3 separate regions of the Hordeum vulgare genome follow, and regions 2 and 3 are each linked to region 1. Evidence: chromatin contacts called from public Hi-C data. All regions are on one chromosome and are shown on one strand. The core of a region is the stretch at or near the end of the contact, and the rest is flanking DNA. Distances in the headings are between cores, read along the strand shown. Region 1 holds the start of LOC123440283. Region 2 holds the start of LOC123444475 (mitochondrial import inner membrane translocase subunit TIM50-like). Region 3 holds the start of LOC123444476 (UDP-arabinopyranose mutase 1-like).

The links. A called contact is a pair of places that touch in the nucleus more often than the background predicts.
Region 2: a Hi-C map of leaf shows a contact between it and region 1, with 6 times the contacts expected there. The contact joins the promoter of LOC123444475 here to the promoter of LOC123440283 in region 1. A contact is called at or near these places in 1 of 6 Hi-C or Micro-C datasets (leaf) and 1 of 1 datasets of contacts at active chromatin or transcription factors (embryo).
Region 3: a contact with region 1 is called in a Hi-C map of leaf, with 4 times the contacts expected there. The contact joins the promoter of LOC123444476 here to the promoter of LOC123440283 in region 1. A contact is called at or near these places in 3 of 6 Hi-C or Micro-C datasets (leaf and seedling) and 1 of 1 datasets of contacts at active chromatin or transcription factors (embryo).

The regions. Positions count from the first base shown.
Region 1 is chr3H:497,825,290-497,828,948 of MorexV3_pseudomolecules_assembly, reverse strand. It overlaps LOC123440283, which reads left to right and starts at 2,101. Exons shown (of 1, transcript XM_045116861.1): 1 at 2,101-2,886. The coding sequence starts at 2,339. The coding sequence ends at 2,665.
Region 2 is chr3H:497,614,315-497,617,973 of MorexV3_pseudomolecules_assembly, reverse strand. LOC123444475 (mitochondrial import inner membrane translocase subunit TIM50-like) reads left to right here and starts at 1,740. Exons shown (of 11, transcript XM_045121195.1): 1 at 1,740-2,228; 2 at 2,314-2,402; 3 at 2,803-2,839; 4 at 3,504-3,565. The coding sequence starts at 1,934.
Region 3 is chr3H:497,986,324-497,989,982 of MorexV3_pseudomolecules_assembly, reverse strand. It overlaps LOC123444476 (UDP-arabinopyranose mutase 1-like), which reads left to right and starts at 1,577. Exons shown (of 3, transcript XM_045121196.1): 1 at 1,577-2,007; 2 at 2,121-2,540; 3 at 2,645-3,325. The coding sequence starts at 1,705. The coding sequence ends at 2,992.

The sequences.
Region 1 (3,659 bases), core at 852-3,351:
CACCCACCGTCACGAGCCACGGTGGTCTACTGCCACAACATCAGCGCCGTGTACATGTCCAGCAACCCGGTGCAACATCAACGCACCAAGCACATCGAGATCGATCTCCACTTCGTCCGCGAGCGCGTCGCCCTTGGTGACATACGCGTTCTACACGTGCCCACGAGCTCGCAGTTCGCCGACATCTTCACCAAAGGTCTGCCGACAGGGATCTTCCTGGATTTCCGGTACAGTCTCAACGTCGGCGAGCCGCACGTTCCGACTGCGGGGGGGGGGGGGGGGGTGTTGGAACGCACCTAGTGCACAACGGTCAGCACCCAATGGATAACTCACACACCCGGTCCTTTGGCATGCACTACCAGCAGCTCCTAGTCCATCGCCACTCACGCGACGTGCGCCTCACTCATGCATGCACGGCACAGCTCGTCGCTGTAAAGGCCCGCTTGTATAGCGCTCTCTCTCTCTCTGATTGCATGTATATATATGTAACTGTATCAAACGCAATACAAGCAGTGTGAAACATTCTCTCAGTTGAGGCGTGCCTCTCGAACAGGAAAAAATAACATATTTTTTTGTGAGTGTTATGGTTTTATTTCACGAGAGGCACGGTTTTGTCTTCGTGAGAGACACGACCGTGCCTCTCGGAAAAGAAAAAATTACAGAGAAAAAATGTATTTTCTAATTTTTTTTCCCTATCGCAAGAGAGGTGGTTTTTTTTGTTCGGTTTTTTTGTGAAACAAATTCATCAAAATCTATCAACATGGGATCTAGTTTTTAAGATCTCAATACGAGAAATACAACGGTGAAAACAGTTCAAGATATAAACGCACGGTTTAGGAAATAAAGTGATTTAAAAATACAAATCTATAGAAAAAGGAAAAACTTTCTGCTTGCGATAAGTGATAGACATGCAATGAACCATTTGCCGTAACTTACAAAGGCGAAAGTGATTTAAAAAAAATTCGTAATTAATGATTTCGGTCAGGGCCGGTGCTTAGGCTTAGTCGATGTACAGCAAATGGGCGTGGCAGGCTGGCCTCTTGGCCATCGGAAAGTCACGGGAGACGGAAGCCACGGAACCGGTGAATCCAGTGGCTTGCACGTGCGAACAACGTGAGCAAGCAACGCAGCGCTCATGAGCCGTACACGCGCAGCGTCTGCCCCACGTTCCGACCCTTGTGCGGTTGTGCCCCTGCGTGCATTGCCCGTGTAACGCCAAACGCACCCTGACAATCCAAAAGCTGTAGATCACACAACGAAAATACATGCCTTCCCAAAATGCCCTCTCAGATGTATAACCAGTGTACTGTATAGTGCACCTGGGATGCATCTGTTTGGTTCCATGCATTATTTTTTCCTTTGCATTCCATTAAAGGGGTTAAATAGAAATTTTCATTTCGATCGGGGGTGACCTAATATTTTCCATCAAGTTTCGGTGAACGCGCGCGAATTGACGCCATCTCCTGTTCGCATGAGCTTGACGCCCCATTTCTCCTTTCTACTTCCTCCGTACTTAAATATAAGTTTTTAAAGATATTTTATTAGATGTCTACATATGAATCAAAATAAATAAATCTATACTTTAAAATATGTTTATATACATCCGTATATAGTTTATTAATGAAATCTTTAGAAAGATTTATATTTAAAAATAGAGGGAGTAGTTTTTACACGTCGCGAGTCTTGCTAAGAGAAAACAGTCGCTTTTCGATCGCCTGCCTGAAGGATGTTTTAAATTTTACATGATGCATCAGACTAAACAATGAACACAGGCTATGAAACGGTCAAAATTTATGTACACCAGACATGACTGAGTCTAGTACAGAAAACCAAACATACCACTAGTGGAGTACTCGTTCCGTTTTTAAATATAAATCTTTTTGAAAATTTCAATATAAACTACATACAGACGTATATAAACATATTTTAAAATTTAAATTCACGCACCTGACTCCATATGTAATGTTTAAAAAAACTTAAAAGAGGAGGTAGATCACAGCGAGGTTGGGGGCATTTTGGTGAACTCCGTCCGAAAAGGTAAGCGCACCGTCGTCGACAGTGTATCCACATCCACGCCATCCCCGTCGCTGCGAGAAAAAACCATGTCCAGAAAAGCACACAACGTTGGCTGGAGGCGGCGGCAGGGCGAATCTCTTCAGTATGAGATAAACCAACGCTTATCACCATCCCTTTCCCCCACTCTCCAGCCTCCACCCTTCCGACGAAACCCCCGCCCCTCTCCCCAAGCCAAAGCCCTAGCCAACGGGCTAGCGAGCCAGCCAGGACCTCCCTCCGTAGATCTCTGCTCTCCGGGCGTGCTCGCGGCGCCGATCCGGCGATGACGACCACGGCGAAGCTCGGGGAGCTAATGTGGGAGCACCGGCTGCGCGCGGCGGCGGCGGTGGCGTTCCTCGCCGTCGCCGTGGTGTCGATCTCCGCCGTCGGGCCCAGGCTCGGCGCCGTGGTCTCCTTCTTCTGGCCGCTGCTCGTCTCCACGGGCTTCTTCCTCGTGGCCATCACCGTGCTGCTCCGGATCTCGCCGCCGCCCGGCGGCGCCGACGAGTCCGGCAAGGAGATCATCGACTTCGTCGCCGGATGCCGCCCCGAGCACCTCCTCCCGGAGGCGTCCGCCACCGTGGAGGTGCCGCCGGAGCCGGAGATCTGAAGAGCCGAGCAGGAGGTACGCGCGCGCGGCCGCGAGATGACCTTGTTCGCTGGGGGAGAGGCGTGGGGGTAACCTGTATGGGCCTACCGGGCGCCGGGCGTTCCCCGGCGTGCGGTGGTGCAGCCGCGGCTAGCGTAGGATCCTCCCGTCTCCGTCTCCGTCTCCGTGGTGTGGTGTGTACAATAGTAGTACCATTCAATAAAGATGTTATAAATTCGCTCTGTGGGCGCACATTGTTGGAGTACCAGGTACCGATGGTGTCCCATTGTTCTTCCGTTTTCAGGTGGAGCCTTCAACTCTCGATGCTTTGATTTGATGCCGCCACGAAAGCGAGAGATCAGAGCTTGAAGACCCGAGGTCAAGGCCTTGAGCGGCTGAACCTCGAATTTCTTCTGGGGAATCTACGTCGCCACTTTGTTGTTAAAACGCTCGCAGTTCGTGTTTTTGTGTTTGAAAAAGACCTCGGTAGGCGATGGTGTAGGGGACAATAAACCTCATTTCAAAACCGACCATCGTTGATGTTTCTTGGGAACGCTGTAAAGCCAAAAATGCGATAATAGATTGATCGCTAATAGGATCCATCCTTTCGGCGTGGCAAGTGATGGACTCTTGTGCAGGACTCATCATCCTTTCGGCGCACAGTAGTATCACCAACGTAGAAAAGTCCCATGGACGTCCCGGTCATTTTTCTCGTACAAGAACCAAGTGCGAACCCGGCGATCACGCAGCTGGAAAAAGGATCAGCTGGACGTACGCCCTCCAGTATCCCGTCGATGTCACCGTAGGACCCCGTCACACCAATCTTTTTTTTTAATACTCAAAACTCTCTGACCTGACTTGGAGCGAAAACGAGTTAGCCTAGTTAGTTGCTGTCGCCGTACTGCTAAATTAGTATGTGTTGATCTGCTTTAGGAGGAGTGAGGTCTACGACACCAGTCAATGAATGGGGCGTGGATCCTCTCACTCAAGTTCCTCAGATGATCCATGCTGTTGA
Region 2 (3,659 bases), core at 491-2,990, 210 kb after region 1:
TAATTTCTGCTTGTTCCATGATCTTTTGGGTGACATTGTTATATGTTTTGCTACACTTTTATATCATTTTACACATATTTGGACTAACCTACTAACTCAGTGCACCTAGTGTGAGTTTCTGTTTGCTGATGTCTATTTTGTAGGGTTTTTTACCCAATTTTCCGAAGCCCAAAAAATTCCAGAAAAGTATATAAAAATCAGCGAAACAGAAGCTTTTGGATCACCGAAGATGGGCCAGAGGGGGGCCAGGGCCTCCTAGGCGACCTGCTGGCGCGGCTAGGCCCTAGGCCGCGCCAGGAGGCCGCTTGGGTGGGTCCCACCTCCTCCAGTGCCCTCCTTTAGCCTATATTTAGAGTCCCGAGAGGAAACCCTTCCAGAACTTCTGGAATCGCGAATTTCTCCATCGTTCCGCCGCTGCAGCGCTTCCGAGATCGGGAGCGTTAAGAGACCTCTTCCCGGCACCTTGCCGGAGGGAGGATTGACCTCCGGGAACTTCTCCACCGCCATGGACGCTTCCCGGACGTGCCGTGAGTAGGATTCTACAGGCGGCTTCTTCCGACACGCGGAGACGAATTCCGATGAGTTCCAGGTAGATTCCGGTCAGTTCTGCGGCGACGCGTTTGCTCCGACGAGGTTTGACCACTTTACGGGTTGAACTGTATACCACCGGTACTCAAAATGCATCTCCGCATGTCTATCTCGCCCTGAGTAAAATATTTGGTAGGACATATCCTAAAACTTGTCACCATATCCATTTTTGGATTATTTTCTTCGGGGTTAATCTAACCTTCTTTCCATGCATTTCTTAGATATAGCAATCACAGAAGAAAACAAAATCACTAATCAAGGAGCACCTTTTTCAAAGATCACTTTCATCTTTTCAGGTTGCGACAAGTGACGCACTATATGTGTGTTAATTATCGCAACCTGAGAGTTTTCCCTTTTTACTTAGATCCGTATTTTCAAAATGTTTTATCTTTTAAACGTGCGTTCAAATCTTGAACCGTTTTCATTTTTGGATTTTCTCGCGTCGAGATCTTCAAAACTAGATTCCATGTTCATAGGTTTTGACGAACTTTTTTTATGAAAAAAACAAACGAAAAATACCATGCCTCTCACGAAAAAAAGAAAACACATTTTTGTCGTTTTCGAGAGACACAATCATCCCTCTTGCCGAAACAAAACTGCGCCTCTTATGAAAGAAAAATAAATAAAAACATGTTTTTTTGCTTTTCCGAGAGGCACGGTTGTGCCTCTTGCGAAAGCAAATCCATGGCTCTCGCGAAGGAATAAGAAAACAAAAAATAATATTTTTTGTTTTCGGAAGACACAGACGTGCCTCTCGCAGAAGCAAATACGTGCCTCTGATGCAAGAAAGACCATGCTTTTAAAAAACATGTTTTTAGAAAAACCTTTAAAAATATCAACCTAAAAAGCTGAAAACATGTAAAAATATTAAAAAAATAAAATTTGAAAGAATAAGGATGATTGAAAACGCGTCAAAAGACAGCGCGTGAAAATGATAGCTGAAAAGCTTTGAAAGAAGTACTCGGCAACTAGTTGCTCTCAAAAAACAAAATCTTTCAAAAAGGCTGAACACGAAATTAAAGTGGGCCGCCTTCTGGCCCGCATGCCTGTGGCTTGCCCCGTCCAAAACAAAGCGCATCGTGCACGCATATGCCACTCTCTCCGGAGCCCTGAGAAATTGCTAGCCTCTGACAAGTGGGGTCAGCTTGCAACAGCCAGTCCCCCGAGACCCCGACTCTTCCACCTCCTTCGTCCACCGCCTCGCCGCCGCCTCCTTCCTCCCCCCTCCCCCCTCCTCGGGCTCGGGCGCCCCAGTCAGCCCCCTCTCTCCTTAAACCCTCGGCGCGAGCCAAACCAAACCCCGTCGAACCCTCCCACATTCCTTGCCCCTCCCGCAAGCCGCGCCATGTCCCGCATCGCGAGGTCGCGCCTCGCCCTCACGCTCAGGACCTCCGCCGCCCCCTTCTCCACCTTTTCACCCGCCGCCGCCGCGTCCTCCGCCTCGAAGGAGGCGGCTGCCGCTGCCGACGCATCCCTCGCTCCCAAGGATGCGGCGGCTGCCGCCTCCGTGTCCTCTTCCGCCGCTGGCGATCCCTCCCCGGCGCCGCCTTCGGGGGCCCGCAGTGCGTTCGGCCTGCTCAAGACCGGTATCCTCACCGCCGTCACCGCCGCGTTCGGCGCCACTGGCTATGTCACATACGGTGCGATCTCCGATCCGTGTTCCTCCGCGGGATCGCTCGGTTTGGTCTGGTGTCGCGCGTGTGATTCGTGTTTTCGTCTCTGTAGCTTATTCTCTGGATGAAGTGGACCACATGACGCGGGACTTCCGGAAGAACTCGAAGATTCCAATCAGCGAGGACTTGTCCGGCTTTGAGGTAACATATCGTGTTTTTGGGTGCTTGTGTTGTTTTATCCTGTTATAAACATGAGGCAGCAACATTTGGATGATTTTAGGAAATGTGATCTGATGAGGTGTGCACTAAACTTATAGCATATCATGCATGGTAGTAGTATTTTTTGTTGTTGTGATTTGCATCATCTCCTATGTTGTAGCTTACACTTTCTGGAATAAAATATTTGGTCGTTAATTTTGAGTAGCAAGGAATGGGCATGTATTAAAAGGATGTGAAAATCTTTTGGTCTGGAGCATGATGTTCTATGGGAGGCTTGCATTGAGGGGTTTGGGAAAACCTGAAGTAGAGTACAACAATAACTTTCTCCACTGGATACCAACCGTCAATTGTGTCTGACAATAATGGTTTTTCATGTGTGCAGAAGTTTAAGGCTATGGCTTATTCAGAAACTATGAAAGGTAGGGACTACTGCACACTCATTCCTTGTCTTTACTGTTATCTCTTGGATGCGGATTGCCAAATATCGTGCAGACATTTTCTTCATCCACCTAATGAGCGACTCACTATCCTGTTATGATTGCTTAGTACTACATAAACTGGCAGCTTCCAGGCAACCTTGGATAATTTTTCTCACACACCAGTGAATAACCAAGTCTCTTCACTTTTAAGTACTCCCTCCGTCCGAGCGTGTCAAAAACGCTCTTATATTATGGGACGGAGGGAGTAGTATACAGTGGCCAGGGAACGCGTTTCTTTATTAACAGGAGCTTGCGTATCATTAGACTGCATGTATCAAATTATATATTTTTTAAATATACTGCGATCAATTTGTATGAAGAGCGGGTGTCATTGGTACTAAAATTGTTGGCTATAATCTATTCAACCTGGCTGTAAATCATTGCATGATAATGTTTGTATATGTATATTCTAGATTGCTCTACAAATGCACATCACAGGGAAGGAGCATGAGATGAGCTTATTGATTAACCTGAGCAGCTAGATACGCTCTTCAGTTAACATCTGTTACTACATTATTTGTTAACTGTCTGCTTATGTTCCTTATCGGTTGAGTCATTCGTTCTTTTTGCCTGCTCAGTATAAACTGTATGTTCTGTTCTGCAGTTCCTGCTTCTGCTATTGACCTCTACTTGGATGTCAGGAGCCAAATTGAAGATCAAATTCAGGCTAGTAAAAAAGATGGACCTTTTGCTATTGGTGATCCATTTTTTATATTGTGAACTATCCATTCTTTATGATACTAACAATTATATGCACTGC
Region 3 (3,659 bases), core at 328-2,827, 160 kb before region 1:
ATTCTTTCTTTTTCACATGATTGTGTTGTTTGCCCCAGCATGAAACTTGTGGTGTATCGAATGGTCGCTATATTAATATAGCGGGGTGAAAGCCTATTTAGAGTAAACCTTTCATCACAGCTATTCTAGTTTCACTAATCACTCCGGTGTGTGGTTCAGGTGCATCGTAATAAGATTTTGTTTAGCAATGCATATCATAAAGAAAAAGGGAAACGATTATAGTCGGTGCACCGGCCGAACGCTCTGGCCGATCGCTTGCAACCCGCGCGATCCTTCTGATCTGGCGGCCCCTGCGCTACCGCCCCTCCACAGATGCCGCCAGCATCACCTATGCCGGCCCCCGTTGACCGCCGGCATCACCGGTGCCCGCCCCCGTCGGCCGCCCTTCCGTCGGTTCCACCCTTCGCCTGTCGTCCTCGTCGCCTGCTCCCATGGCCGGGCTCGCGCGTATACAAGTGTTGCAACCGTCATCTAAAAAGCTTCAAACGTTGTTGAAAAAAGCTTCAACAATAGACAAAGAAAGCTTCAATCGACTCTATCCAGCAAGGAAAGGTGCAATCGTAATTGCATTTTGTTATTACTCGCGAACTTTTTTGCTACACCCGTCAAAGCGGTGTTGCGACATCACGACGACGACAACGATGATTTTGCTGCATCCGTGATTAAAATTTCCTACATCGCTGCTTGTTTTTTGTATCATCAATGATTTTTGTTGCATGGCTCGATATGATGGTCAACATGATTCGGCCGACGCTCCGACGCGCGCAGATCAGTGAAATGTGAAATCGCTTCTTAGGCTCAGGTTTTCACATTGCAAAACTGATACACTATACAGTAGCATAGATATTCTATTGACCGATCAAATCTGAAACTTACTACTAGATGAAATGAAAGGGAGAGCACCGCAGGTGGAGGCGTGGAGCATTGATGGACGTAGAAGTTGACAATACACCCTGTCGGTCAAAACTAATAAATGGCTCGTGTATACGTACATACGATACTACATACGCCCGTAGGAGTTCTTTCATTCACACCACCGACGCGCACGGCACACCCCGCCCCACGTGAGTTTGGCGGAGAAGATTCCGAACGACCTAACTTTCAACGGGCTTTTTCTTTTTCTTTTTCTTTTTCTTTAAAACCACACTGGAAAGAAATCAAATATACACTGTGCACTCCAGCTGCACCGACACCACCGCTACCACTCCAAAAGGTTGGTTACCATTGCCGTCACAGTAAGTTTAAGTTAGGCGAAAGTAAGCATTGACCAGATCCGCGCACGCCACGCCACGCACAGAGTAGTCGGCCGTTTGGTAAACACGAGGAGACGGGACGACGCGCCGAACGAACGGATCGTCAACATCCGGCCGTTGGCTCCGGATCGGACGGCCCGCCGCTCGCGGTTGACCGCGCCGAGCCAGCCGCTCCTTTCTCCCGCCAGCACTCCAGCGCCGCGATCCCGATCCGTCTTTCACGGCGCGCCACCGTCTGCTCACTGAACACTTCCACACCGCCGCCCGGACGCGTGGAGATCTGCGCAGGAAGCCCGCGCCGCGGCTTATATAACGGCGCCTCCTCCTCCACATTCTCAGCGCCCATCACACCCCCTGCAGAGCCAGAAGCCACACACGCCTTCCTCCTCCTCCTCTGCTCGCATCTGGGATCAGGGAGGAGAGATCCGAGGCTTTTGGCCGGCCGGGGACGATGGCGCCGCTGCTCAAGGACGAGCTGGACATCGTCATCCCGACGATCCGGAACCTGGACTTCCTCGAGATGTGGCGGCCCTTCTTCCAGCCGTACCACCTCATCATCGTGCAGGACGGCGACCCCACGAGGACCGTCATGGTGCCTGAGGGCTTCGACTACGAGCTCTACAACCGCAACGACATCAACCGCATCCTCGGCCCCAAGGCCTCCTGCATCTCCTTCAAGGACTCCGCCTGCCGCTGCTTCGGCTACATGGTCTCCAAGAAGAAGTACGTCTACACCATCGACGACGACTGCTTCGTGAGTGCCACCACCACCAGATCCATCTCTTTCTTTTTCACTTCCGTTGTCATATCATATCAACTCTTCTTGGCCGGAGTTGACTGGTCTCCTGTCCTGCGGTGGCATTGCAGGTCGCCAAGGACCCCACGGGGAAGGACATCGACGCGCTGGCCAAGCACATCCAGAACCTGCTCTGCCCGTCCACGCCGCTCTTCTTCAACACCTTGTACGACCCATACCAGGAGGGCGCCGACTTCGTGCGCGGCTACCCGTTCAGCCTCCGGGAGGGCGTGCCCACCGCCGTATCGCACGGCCTCTGGCTCAACATCCCCGACTACGACGCCCCCACGCAGCTGGTCAAGCCGCGGGAGCGCAACGGCAGGTACGTCGACGCCGTCATGACCATCCCCAAGGGATCCCTCTTCCCCATGTGCGGCATGAACCTCGCCTTCGACCGCGAGCTCATCGGCCCGGCCATGTACTTCGGCCTCATGGGCGACGGCCAGCCCATCGGACGCTACGACGACATGTGGGCCGGCTGGTGTGTTAAGGTAACCACACAAACACTGAAACACATCGTCTCTGATTTCTACTTTACCACTCAAGTGCCAGTACATTTCCTTTTACTGAAGAACTTGTCTGAATGTGTGTGCAGGTGATCTGCGACCACCTTGGGCTCGGAGTCAAGACGGGGCTGCCCTACATCTGGCACAGCAAGGCCAGCAACCCGTTCGTGAACCTGAAGAAGGAGTACAAGGGAATCTTCTGGCAGGAGGACATCATCCCCTTCTTCCAGGCCGCGAAGCTGACCAAGGAGTGCGACACCGTGCAGAAGTGCTACATCTCGCTCTCGCAGCAGGTCAAGGAGAAGCTCGGCAAGATCGACCCATACTTCGTCAAGCTCGCCGACGCCATGGTCACCTGGATCGAGGCCTGGGACATGCTCAACTCCAAGGACTCCAAGGAGGCCGACGCCAACGGCAGCAAGCCAAAGGGGAAGTAGATCGAGGGAGAGAACCTTTTTTGCATTAGCATACTGAGCAGGCGGTGGGGCGGCGTATACCGGTAGCGAGCGTGCTTCGTCAGTTCGTAGGTTCAGTGCGTGCATCAGGTATCCAGGTTCAGGCTGTTGTGTACTACAAAACATTAGCTGCCGTTCTATCTTACGTTTACGTTAAGGGTCGCGTTAATTTTCCCCTTCTTTAATTTCATTATTATCAAACCATGACGTTGTTTTATCAAGGTTTAGTACTCCTACGGTTATACTTGTGGCTGCTAATGTTTCCGTGTAATCTTGTGTACACTGAAATGTGAGAATAAAAGGTTGTTGAATAAACATTGCAACTGTCCGTGTGTATAGTAGTACTGTACTCCTTCTGTCTGAATTTATTGGACCGGAAAGTCACCCATCAATGTACGTGTTTCTTCCGCTGCATTGATTACCTCAAGAGACTGCGTCCATCTTCTCACTCTGTCGGTCACGCAGACAATAGATGCAATGGCATCGGGAAGCATGCCAATCAATGGTTTTTTGCCACGTGTCAATTGTAGTGTTCAATAACTCCATGTTTCCCACCACATTTCGTACCATGTGCACCCAGCATTTACACCGGACCCGTTTGTGAAATCTATTACGTCTTAAATAATACATTCTATATCTAAATAATTCA